2 separate regions of the Zea mays genome follow, and region 1 is linked to region 2. Evidence: chromatin contacts called from public Hi-C data. All regions are on one chromosome and are shown on one strand. Each heading gives the region's core, a stretch centred on a gene start, on an enhancer-like site or on the middle of the called end of the contact. The rest is flanking DNA. Distances are from core to core; before and after follow the strand shown. Region 1 has its middle 80 kb from the start of LOC100277443. Region 2 holds the start of LOC100277443 (high chlorophyll fluorescence 153).

Region 1 (5,778 bases), core at 1,368-3,867, 80 kb after region 2:
TTGCCATGAAGAAATTATAGAAAATGAGAGAGCTTTTGAAGTCAACTATTTTTTGGTATTTGTTGACATGGCGAGCACTTCTTTGAGGACCAGATTAGAGAACTCTGCATGTTTAAAGATTTATTTGGGGTTTTATTGAGCTCAAGCACACTAAGGTCACTAAATGATAGAGAACTTGAAGAGTGCTGCACTAAATTTGCAAACACTTTCTCTCATGATGGTTCATGTGATGTTGAGTTAAATGATTTGATTTCTGAATTGAAGATTCTAAATAAGATTACTTTGCCTAGTGGCACATTGTCTGCTATGGAGATTTTTAAGCATATCAGAGATGTGGATTGTTATCCTAATGACTCTATTGTTTATAGAATATTATTTATTGTGCCTCTTACTGTTGCATCTGCTGAAAGAAGCTTCTCAAAATTGAAGTTACTGAAGAATTATTTAAGATCAACAATGAGTCAAGAAAGGTTGAATGGTTTGGTGACTTTATGCATCGAGAAGAAGCTATTGGATGATATCGATTTCAATAGTATAATCGATGATTTTGTATAAAAAAATGTTAGAAGAAATTTTATAAGATGAAAAGTGACAAGTAAGTTATATGCAGTTTCTTTACTGATATATGTTTAGTAGATGTGTAGATGATACATACATATATAGTTATATGGGGTCTCTATATAATTTTTTGCTTAGGGCCCCCGAAATGTCAAGACCAGTCCTCCTGCGCACGGTCACTCACCTAGTATATATATAATAAAATAATAATATATAGGATACTAAACAAAAATTTTACTATATTTTTATAGTATAAGAGTATTTTTTATGTTGTAGATGTGTCTGATTTTCCCTACAGTTTTTAGCAAAATTTAGAGCTAGTTTGGAACTTAAATCTCTCCTGGATTCCCGGAGATTGAGTGGAAAATTAACTCATTTTCCCACTCAATTGTCGGGAATCTCATAGGGGATTTAAGTTTCCATACTAACTCTTAGGATATTTGTAAGTCTTCCGTGCCTATATTTTAAAACCAAATGAGCATATAGAGAGGGAACGCGCGCTAGAGAGAGACATAGACATAGATAGGTAGAGGAATATCCGATCCGCCGAGTGATCTTTTACTGTAGCTTGCTCCTGTACGTGCTATACATGCGCATATGTCGCTACGTATTGCGTACACACACGTGGTAATGTGTATACGTACAGAGAGAGGAGCAAGCAAGCCAGATCGTGAGTTCGTTACGTTGTTCTAGCAGGCAGGCAGGCAGGCATGTCGCCGTCGAGAGACGGGCCACCCGAGGCCCAAGTGGTTGTTGGTAAAGGCTTTTGTTTTTGTTTCGGTCGATCGTCGTTGCGTTGAGTGCAGGTTGTTGTTGTTGTTGTTTTCCTTGACAAGATGTGGGTGTTGTTGGTTGATGGAGCAGTGACCAACAAGACCCAGTGGCGTGGTGCCAAGCATGCATGGTGTGTGTATTGTATGCATATATATGGGTTGCATGCATGGCCCGTCCCCCAGGCCCCAGCCCCACACACCAGTCACCACCACAGCTTGCCACTCCTACTAGTATATACCTACTAGCTAGCTGGACGATGGCTTGGCCATGGCCATCGATCGACCGGTTCGTCGATGTGCCCATGCTTCGTTCCGAGAGCACGACATATACAGAAAGTTGGTACCTGCCGCGCGGCCTCAGCTTTTGGTTGTTCCCGCCTGGCCCGGCTCATGCTGCCTTTTGCTTGCTTGCATGCATGCACGGGCTGGTGGGCACATTGGAACAGAAGGGCTGATCGAGCTTTCTTTCCACTGCTCACTGCTGTGGCGTGGCGTCCTCTCTTGTGTGGTCGCGCCGCGCGCCTCCTGCACGATGCGTGCTAGGACGCCGGGACTAATGCATGCTACGACAGCTAGACTCAGACGAGCCATATATATACGACATTGTTGTACTCACGTTGGATGCGATGCGTCGACGACCTTGGTCGTATCGTGGCGGGCATATACACGTTCTGAACACGCGTACGTACGTACGGCTAGCTACCATACACATGCACATGCATGGATGCATATAATGCAGCATACCTATCCAATCAAATTAAACCAATTGACGCGGTACATGTCAACTTCTGGCTGCCGGCAGATCGAGCTAGTAGGTAGAGCTGGCCGGCGGCCCCAACTCAAGCAATGCAAGGAAGAAGAGAAGAAAGGTGGTGGCAGGCCGACACTGGAGTCTTGCAAGTAGCCCTGCCAGACCAGCCGCGCGCGCGCTTGCTGATCGCGATCTGCATGCGTGGCTCGCTCTTTTTCCTCAAGCGGCGCGGCGGCATGCATGGTCCTGAATGGCTGAATACAAGGGCCGGGCCGGCCGATCCATGCATGCATCAATGTCTGTCCTGCGCCGCGCCGGTGAGCTAGGGCCGGCCGGCCAGGGGGCGCACGACGCGCGGTCGCGGGATTGATGGATCGACCGTCCGTGGACTGGCCGGCGCCGCCGTGCACGGACGGGCTGTATATTATATGACTTGCGTGAATGAGACGAGAATGAGAGTACACTCATCATGCATGCGCTTTCATACGTAACAGTACATTGGATGCTCAAACGCTCTACACGTGTGGGCCGGTGCATCGGGTACGTACTCGGTGCAGTGCACATATATATACGTGTGTGCAGTGGTGGCCCTAAGGGTGGGGCAGAGGGGCAATCGCCCGGGGTCCCCAAATTCATAGGGCCTAATTTTAGTTATGTGATCCAATAGTCCATCAATAAATTAATGAATATCTAAACATGTTAGAAGAAAATTTTAAGGTGATACTATAATATATATATCCTTTTATTTAATTATTATTTGATATAAATATTTTTAAATGTATTTTAAGTGTTTGATTAGTAACATTTATATATTAAAAATAATTTGAATGGCTTATATTTGAAACTTTGTCCCGGGCCCCTAAAATGTTAAGACCGCCACTGCGTGTGTGTCGGGGCCAGGGCCGGGGCCGGGGCCTTGGTTGCTGTCTGTAGTAGTTCATGTAGGTGTGTGTTCTTGTGTGGGGCTGGCATGCAAATGGTTTGGTGCCCGACGGTCGAGGCGATCCATGTCCTTATGGCCATGGTATACAGTACAGTATGGCTGTAAAGCCGACGACAAAAGCCTCGCATCGGGCAGAGGACGACAAAGAGCTGGCCTGTACCTGTACTGTACGTACTTGCTGTTGCTGGCCGGCCGGGCCGAAACCACGTCCATCCACCATCTCCATTCCCCCCGTCGCCCCCGCGGCCTGCCACGCTACCAGGTCCAGCTGCCAGCGCCAGCGGCCAGCTCACCACCTTCTTCCCCTCACTTTTCAGTTTTCACCATTCACCGGCGGACTCCCTTGGCCCTCGGGCTGCCTGCCTGTCTAGTGTCTACTACAGGAGTGACTAGCAGTGCGAGAGGCCGAGAGCAGTGCTCGTGCTCTGAGCACCACGTACACGTACAGTAGTGGCACGTGCCAATGCCAGCTGCCATCGATCTTGAGCCGTGTGTTTTCCAGCAAGGATTCCGGCAGGCTCCAGGCGAGACCAGAGTACCAGACCACCACATGCGATGCAAGCCGGCTTGGGAGTGCGCGCCCGCGTAGACACGGAAGGGGGGAAGGGGGATCCCAGTTCGAGGTTCCTGTCTCCCCGGCCCCGCAAGCCCAACAAATGGCCGAATACATACCATGCGCCACGTGGAGCGGTGGTGCGGCACAGCTGGATCCCTGGCGACGAGACGAAGACGAGACCGTCCGTCTTGAGTCTTGACCGCCTACTGTACTGTACTTGGGCTGCGTGCGAGCTTGCAGCCTGCACGCAGCTGCCGCCTGCCTGCCTGTCTGTCTTTCTTTCTGTACTCTGCCTCTGCCTCTGCCTCAACCGCTCGACCGAACGCCACAGTGACACTGGCAGCACGGACGCGCCAGGACGAACGGACACCCAACACATGCAGTGTGGTCCGGCCGTACGTTTGTTTGTTACTGTTGCGATCCCGATCGTCCAGGGCAACGACGACACGCCGACGACTTTCGGCATCCATCCGATCCGACCCCTGCCTCTGCGAGCTGTAATTAAACTCCTCGGCGGTAGTACGGTGCACCGGCCGCCCCCGACCCCAATTCCCGCACGCGGCCGACGGTTTCCGGGCAGGGCAGAACAGGAGCCGCCGCATGCACCATCCATCCCCATCCTAGCCGTAGCCGCCGCTCTCGGTCTTGGCTCGCCCTCCCAACGACCTGCCGCTGTTCCTCCTGGCTGCCTGTTGCCTGCCCGCCAGGCTCCAGGAGACGAGGCCACGCTCCTCCACCACCCCTTCCACGTGCTCCCCTCCTTTCCTCTCCTCTCCTCTGCGTGGACTGGACACTGGGCTGCCCTGCGCAACTCCCTCCTGGACGTACCTTAAAACCCTACCCTTTTCCCCTGCTGCTCGTGTTGACCACTACCGCCTGTTCCCAGCAGGTCACTCCCTCACTCAGACACTCATCTTTCTTTGCCTGATCCGGCCGTTACCTCTTGCTACTTCCTTTCCCTTTTTTTCGGCCCCAATGCGAACGAACGGCTCCCATTCCCTTCTTTTTGTAGACAGACAGACACAGAGAGAGAGAGAGTTTTCGCGCCGTTGCGTGACGGCTGACGGGGTGTGAGGCGCCGATTGTTCTTTCGCGCGGTAGGATTACACGCGCCAATCAATCATCCGCGTGTGCAATACTACTATTACTACTACCAGTAATAAACAGGCAGGAAAAGCCAACGCACCTGCCTGCATGGCCTCCTGGCTGCTGCTCAAATTTCTGCCGGCGCCACTTCGGCGTGGAGGATGAGGAGGGACTAGGGAGTGTTACAAAAATATTACATATGCGATCAATCCAAGGGGTGAGACAGTTTTTTCCAAGGGACACACCTCTTGGGATACATCCCTTCACTTGTATATAAGTGTAATGATCTGTGGAATACAAACAGTTCTGTCATTTGTTTCTCTCTCAATCTCGTTAACACTGAGTATACTTCAACACGTTATCAGCACCTTTGCTCTCCACCGAGCGGTTCTGCCCGGGCATCCATCGAGCGGTTTCTCCATCACCGTCTGCACAGGCGCTCGTACTCTTCGTCGCTAGCGTCGCAGATGGCCGTTGTTGCTGATCATGGCACGTCTTCACGAAGGGCGGGATGACAAGTGAGTTTACTGTTCTTGTACTGCCATGGTTGCGAAGCCCACGCTCGGGGAGCGTCCGCGGCCTCGCCCAAGCCGGGCTGCGCCCGCGCCTGCGCCTATGCCTGTTCCTACGCCTGGCGGGGCTATGCCGAGTCGCGCCATGGCCGAGGCCGCGCTCGCCGGGTCTGCACACTCGTGCTCCAGCGTCGGGCGGCCGCGCCAGCACCGCACCGAGCCACAGGGGCCGTGCCCGCGCCCGTTGGCAGGGGTTGCGCGCCGTCAGGCCTCGCCCGCGCGCGTCGAGGGACGTGAACCCCGGCGTCGTCGAGCAGCCGTGCCGCCGGGGGCGCCGCAGGCCCGCGCCGGGCAGCCGTGCCATCGAGGGACCACCGGGCCGAGGGCGCCGCGCGCCCACGCTCATGCACCGAGCAGGTCGAGGGCGCCACGGGCTCTCGTCGGGCAGCCGGACCGCCGCCGAGGGGCCGCGAGCCACGCGGCCGCGCCGCCGTTGCCGGGGCAGCGCACGCGTCGTGCGCCGAGGGGGCCACGCGTCCGTGCCGACGGGGCTGCGTGCCACACGCCGCCAGGCCGCGTGCCACACGCCGCCGGGCCGT
Region 2 (5,648 bases), core at 1,672-4,171:
CGGCCGGGGACTTGCTGGATGGCTATGATCGTGTGGCCTGCCCAACTGGATAGTGGCCGCCTTGGAACGGCCTGCACTGCCTACAGCTCTACCTGGCTATAAATATGGCCGCGATGCCTCGGTGAATTGCATGCAGAGTGCAGTAGAACGGCATCAGTTACACTAGTAGTGCTCATCTCGCTGGTACTGCTGAGCTGACCACCGCCGATCCTTCCAAGATGGCGAGGCAGGGTGTCGTCGCTTCCATGCATGCGCTGGCATTGCTTCTCGGAGCATTCGCAGCCATTCCTACAGGTAGACTATACCTATACGTGCATGCGCATCCACCCATAATCCGTGCATGCATGCATGATTATTGACACTAATGTCCTTATTACTAAACAGGAGTCCAATCCATCGGCGTGTGCTACGGCGTGAACGGCGACAACCTGCCCCCGGCGAGCGACGTGGTGCAGCTGTACCAGTCCAACGGCATCAACCTGATGCGCATCTACTTCCCGGACGCCAACGCGCTGAACGCGCTGAGCGGCACCAGCATCGGGCTCATCATGGACGTGCCCAACACGGACCTCGCCTCGCTGGCCTCCGACCCGAGCGCGGCGGCCGCCTGGGTGCAGAGCAACGTGCAGGCGTTCCCGTCGGTCAGCTTCCGCTACATCGCCGTGGGCAACGAGGCCTCCGGCGGGGACACCGGCAGCATCCTTCCCGCCATGAAGAACCTCAACGCGGCGCTGGCCAACGCCGGCCTGGGCGGCAGCATCAAGGTGTCCACGGCGGTGCAGAGCGACGTCACCCAGGGCTTCCCGCCGTCGCAGGGCACCTTCTCGCAGGGCTACATGGCGCCCATCGCGCAGTACCTGCAGAGCACCGGCGCCCCGCTGCTGTGCAACGTCTACCCCTACTTCTCCTACATCGGCAACCCGGCCCAGATCGACCTCAGCTACGCGCTCTTCACCTCGCCGGGCACCGTCGTGCAGGACGGCAGCAACGCGTACCAGAACCTCTTCGACGCGCTCGTCGACACCTTCGTCTCCGCGCTCCAGAACGCCGGCGCCGGCAACGTCCCAGTCGTCGTGTCCGAGAGCGGCTGGCCGTCCGCCGGGGGCGACGCCGCCACCGCGGCCAACGCGCAGACCTACAACCAGAACCTCATCAACCACGTCGGCCAGGGCACGCCCAAGCGCCCTGGCCCCATCGAGACCTACATCTTCGCCATGTTCAACGAGGACCAGAAGACGGGAGCCGAGTCGGAGAGGCACTTCGGCCTCTTCAACCCGGACAAATCGCCGGCGTACCCCATCAATTTCTCCTAATTCCTAAACAAGACGCCGAGGTCCATTCCAAGACATTTATAAGGCAATACACACACATAGATATATACATACACATACATACGGGAGAAAGTAGAATAAATAAACTGCCTGCAGTAGAATGCAAAGTGTATTCATGTAAGGCAACTGCTTCGATTATTTCCTAAAGATCAATAACAAGAAGTACAATTATTTCTATATATGCTTTCAATTCCTCCTAATTTTCTCCTTTGCGAGCATGCATATTTCCAAGAGAGCCAAGACAATCGCCAAACTAAGGACGTGTTACTCGTTCTATTCCACAAATTTAGGTCATGTTTAGTTTCAATTAGTCCTAGGACTAAACTTTAGTCCCTACATGTTTGGTTTTAAGGACTAAATAGATCCTAAAGTCATTAAATACATTGTCCAAAGACTAAAATGCCCTTAGAATATACTCATAATATTAGTTATCTATAAAAAAGGTAAGGGCAACATGATAATTATGAGCTTTTAGTCTCTTTTAGCACCTATGTGAAGGACTAAAGACTAAATCATTTTAGTCTATATTTTAGTCCTAGTGTTTGGCAAAAAAGGGACTAAATGAGACTAAAAACTAGAGACTAATCTTTAATCCCTCTAACAAACACCCCCTTATTGAAATTGACTCATCCCTAGTATTATTACTAATTATTAGATTATAAAAAATAAAATAGTGATAGATGAACTTATTATATTCCACAAACTAAACAAAAAAAAAGCGAGAACTCATTCCTCAAACCATACACGCTATAATTAAACTCTCTCTCTGTGTCTCTGAGCATGAACACGGAGAAGAGAGCGTCTAATTACACTCGTCTTCTCGGCCTGTTCCTGGTGCGTGGACCGACAACGGTGGCGGGTTCCTTCTCCTCCACCGGTACCGGCGGCAGCTCTTCCTCTGCGTCCTCATCCGCTTCGTTAATGTCGTCGTCTTCCTCACCGGCGCCGTCGTCATCGGACGCCTCGTTCTCTTCCAGTATCGCCCGGTTTATCTCCATCTGCGCATGCACGGGCAGCCGCCGTTTGGCTAAGCGTTGTTAACAGTAAATTGTACGTCGCTTCAGTCGAGTTTGTGGATAACCAGATGTGCATTTTTTTTAATTCAACCCCAGGTACACAACTACAAGCAGAGTAGCGCGCGCAAGCAGCTGCTAGCAGAAGCGCACGTGTTGCGGGTACTGTCATACTGTGTTGTAGTGGTACTCTTACCGTACCTCCCTTAGGAATCGGTCGTCGAGGTCGTCGGCGACGCGAGCGGCGGTGACGAGCGTGCCGACGAAGAGGGAGAGCGGGAGCACGAAGGCGAGGATGAGCGCGTTGGTGCTGGGCGGCCCGCCGGCGCGCACCACCAAGAGGCGGCCCCGGCCCCGACCCCGCCGCCGCGCGCCGCCTGGTGGCAGCGGCCTGGCGCAGCAGCTGCTGGCTCGGACGGCGGCAGGGCGGCCGCAGCACGGCGGCGTGGCGCCGAGGCGAGGTGGCAGGCAGAGCGCACTGAGGTGGCCGCCCCGCGCCATGGCCTGCTCCTCGAAGCCTCCGGAATCGCAGGCTCCCAGCGGTCGGGGCAGCCTTATCCGGTGGCGGTGGTGCTGTTGGCAAGCACCAGGCACTGGGCAACTTGGCAATGCGCGCGCGCGCGCTTCAGTGACCTGGACCTGGACCTGGACTGATTGAGGCGGCGGATTGGGCTGGACGGGATGCCATGAAGAGGCTTTCTAGGCCCGCGTATGCCAGACACCGGTCCAAGTCCAACATAGCGTGGGAGGATTCAGCCCAGCTAAACAGCTTATCCGGTGGGCTGCCGAAGCAAAAAAATAAAAATAAAATTATATAAAAAATATGTGCCGCGGGGTTGCCAGCGGTTTCGTGTTTATGAAAATTAAAAAAGATGTCACGTCCGGAGCTCGCGACCGCGAGACTGGGCGATGACTTGGGTGGATGTGCTTTTAGCGCGACCATATCTGTGATCTGCTGGACGCGTGAATGCTGCGGTACTTATTTTCTGCGATCTGTTGGATGGCGTGGCGTGGCAGCGCAGCAACTAAAACGGGACGACCAGAGCCCTGTTAAGTAACCATAGTTAAGGTTATGTGGGCAAATACCTGTTTTGCCCCTGAGGGGTCTCACATCTCTATATAAGGAACATGTACACCCCCTCATAATACAGAGATCAGAAAGAGGCCAGAGGCCCAACCCTATATCCAGTGTCTCGTGTGTTTCCTCTGTCGTGCTTATGGGAAGGGAGACGGGTTCTCTACATCTTCTTGCGCCTCTACTTCTGACGGGAGGGAAGGGAGCGGATCTGGTGATCCGTGGTAACGTAGTTCTTAACACGTTATCAGCACGCTCTACCTCGACGTTGCTGCGGGATCAGATCTGCATCAACTCTTCGTCAAGCTGGCAGGTCTTTTGGCCTAGCCAAACTGTCCTACGCGACAGGCTTCGTTTCCGTTCGCTGATGAAGAAATGTGGTATGAAATCTCTGGTGGACGATTTACTTTTGTTGACGGTAAACAAAGCATCGTCGTGAAAATACTACGGGCAATGCGGCAAGAAGAAAACAACATCCGACGGTAGTCTTGATGGTCGCGCATCGTGTGCACCGTCCAGCACGCGTTGTCTCACTCCGCACAGCAGGCCACCAGCCCGTGCGCCCTCGTGCTTGTGACTGCGGCCTCGGCCAACGGCTTCCATATCGCGCCTGAGTTTGTGCCTGTGATGGAGGCACACCTCGCCATGGCCACGCCCGTATCGGAGGCTTGCCAGCATGGTTGTGACGGAGTCCACGCGTCTGTGGAAGGCGGCGATCTGGGCGCATCTGTGGCCAGGCAAAAGTGCCTTGGTCCGTCCGAATTTGTTTATTGGACTGGATCATCGTCTATCTGGGATCTGGCGATGCAGGTGGATAAAAATGAGACTGTTTCCACGGTCTAATCTGCATGTTTGTGCAATGCGCGATTTGTGGCCATGCACGAAGCAAGCCAACGGATGGGAGATGGCGTGGACCATTTCCTCCTCTGTACATTGAAGCGTAGGCGAGAATTATTTCTTTTCCGTGCGCATGGGCCCCACCATCTTGCATGTCCGCATGCACGCATGGACGACTGGACGTGATGCCTTATTTCCGATCTGGTCAAATAGGCTAGTTTAAGGTGCATGTGTCCAACAGGTGAATAAAACCCCCATTTATTATACGCAATTTTCCTTATATTTTATATGGATAATTTTTTTTCCTAAATTTATACAAGTTTAAATTGTATGCATGCTTTATGTAATTGTCTCTACCTTAATTAATTATTTCCTGTAGTAAATAATTACTAGAAAAATGCATGCTTACATACAAGGAAGTTGCCTTTTACACCTGATGTGTTATGCTCATGCATTAATTTTGGTGTTTATTTTTCTGCTTTTATTTATCTGGTAGATATTAGCAGAAAAATATTAAAATGCATGTAAACTCTATATTGTGCATATTTAAATCGCTCTAAATATTTATATTATGTTGAGCTTTTGGGTACTCAAACATGTCGATCAGACTTTGTTGTTAATCGGTTGAGTTATGGCATTGGCGAGCATTGGTTGCGCCCTGGCAACACGACACGTTATTTGTGTCGTACGAATTTGGCTGCGTCATGTGATTGCTATGTTGCACTCTCACTTAGTCGGACCACTCCCGTTGAGCCGGACCGCCATCACCGAGTCGCGTATTTTTTGCATGCCCTGCAGGCACGGTTCGGCCGCCATGATCAGCGAGCCACAATTACGCCTGTTGCGCACGTTGCGTGGACTTATCCTGTACCCGACTATCGATCCACAATTGCGCCTGTTGCGCTTGTTACGGAGGCTTATTCGTTATCATAGCCTTGATGGCTACACACACGTTGACGCCAGATACGCTGGAGCTTGTACTCGCATGGAATGTGGTGGATTATTCGAGCCCCTAAAGTCACAGCATAGCGCAACCCTTGTAAACAATGTTGTTTAACTCTATCTTTTATTTGATTGTTTTGTGTGGCATCATATATTTATTTATATTGCCAAGTGGCCATAACAACTATATCAAGCTCTATAGTGCTTGAATAATCTGGGAAAATTAAATTGAAATACAATGAAACACAGATAAGTTAATTCTTTGCTCTCTCCTCATGCATAAAGTTTTACCCGAAGTAACCCGAAGATATATAATATAATGCATGAAAGCCTTTTTGGCATAGAAGACATCACAAATTGGGATTCTATTAGTAAGCAAAAGGCCTTACCAAATAATTTAATACTATAAATCTCAGCCATATATTGCTCAACCAGATGTTAGCACATTGC

The links. Hi-C and Micro-C count contacts between places; a contact is called where the count stands out from the background.
Region 1: a Hi-C map of leaf shows a contact between it and region 2, with 4 times the contacts expected there. The contact joins the enhancer-like site here to the promoter of LOC100277443 in region 2. A contact is called at or near these places in 5 of 25 Hi-C or Micro-C datasets (ear, endosperm, leaf and 1 more).

What each region holds. Positions count from the first base shown.
Region 1 is chr3:154,179,519-154,185,296 of Zm-B73-REFERENCE-NAM-5.0, forward strand. No RefSeq gene overlaps it. Among protein-coding and RNA genes, the nearest start is that of LOC100277443, 80 kb to the left of the region's middle. Within about 2 kb of position 2,618, at least 20 of the 20 cell types and tissues checked have an H3K27ac peak or open chromatin away from gene starts, as enhancers often do. A contact at or near this core is called in ear, endosperm, leaf and 1 more, where this site is marked.
Region 2 is chr3:154,099,257-154,104,904 of Zm-B73-REFERENCE-NAM-5.0, forward strand. LOC100277443 (high chlorophyll fluorescence 153) reads right to left here and starts at 2,922. Exons shown (of 2, transcript NM_001151004.2): 1 at 2,546-2,922; 2 at 1,947-2,329. The coding sequence starts at 2,845. The coding sequence ends at 2,138. LOC100037765 (glucan endo-1,3-beta-glucosidase homolog 1) reads left to right here and starts at 155. Exons shown (of 2, transcript NM_001112264.2): 1 at 155-294; 2 at 385-1,494. The coding sequence starts at 219. The coding sequence ends at 1,313.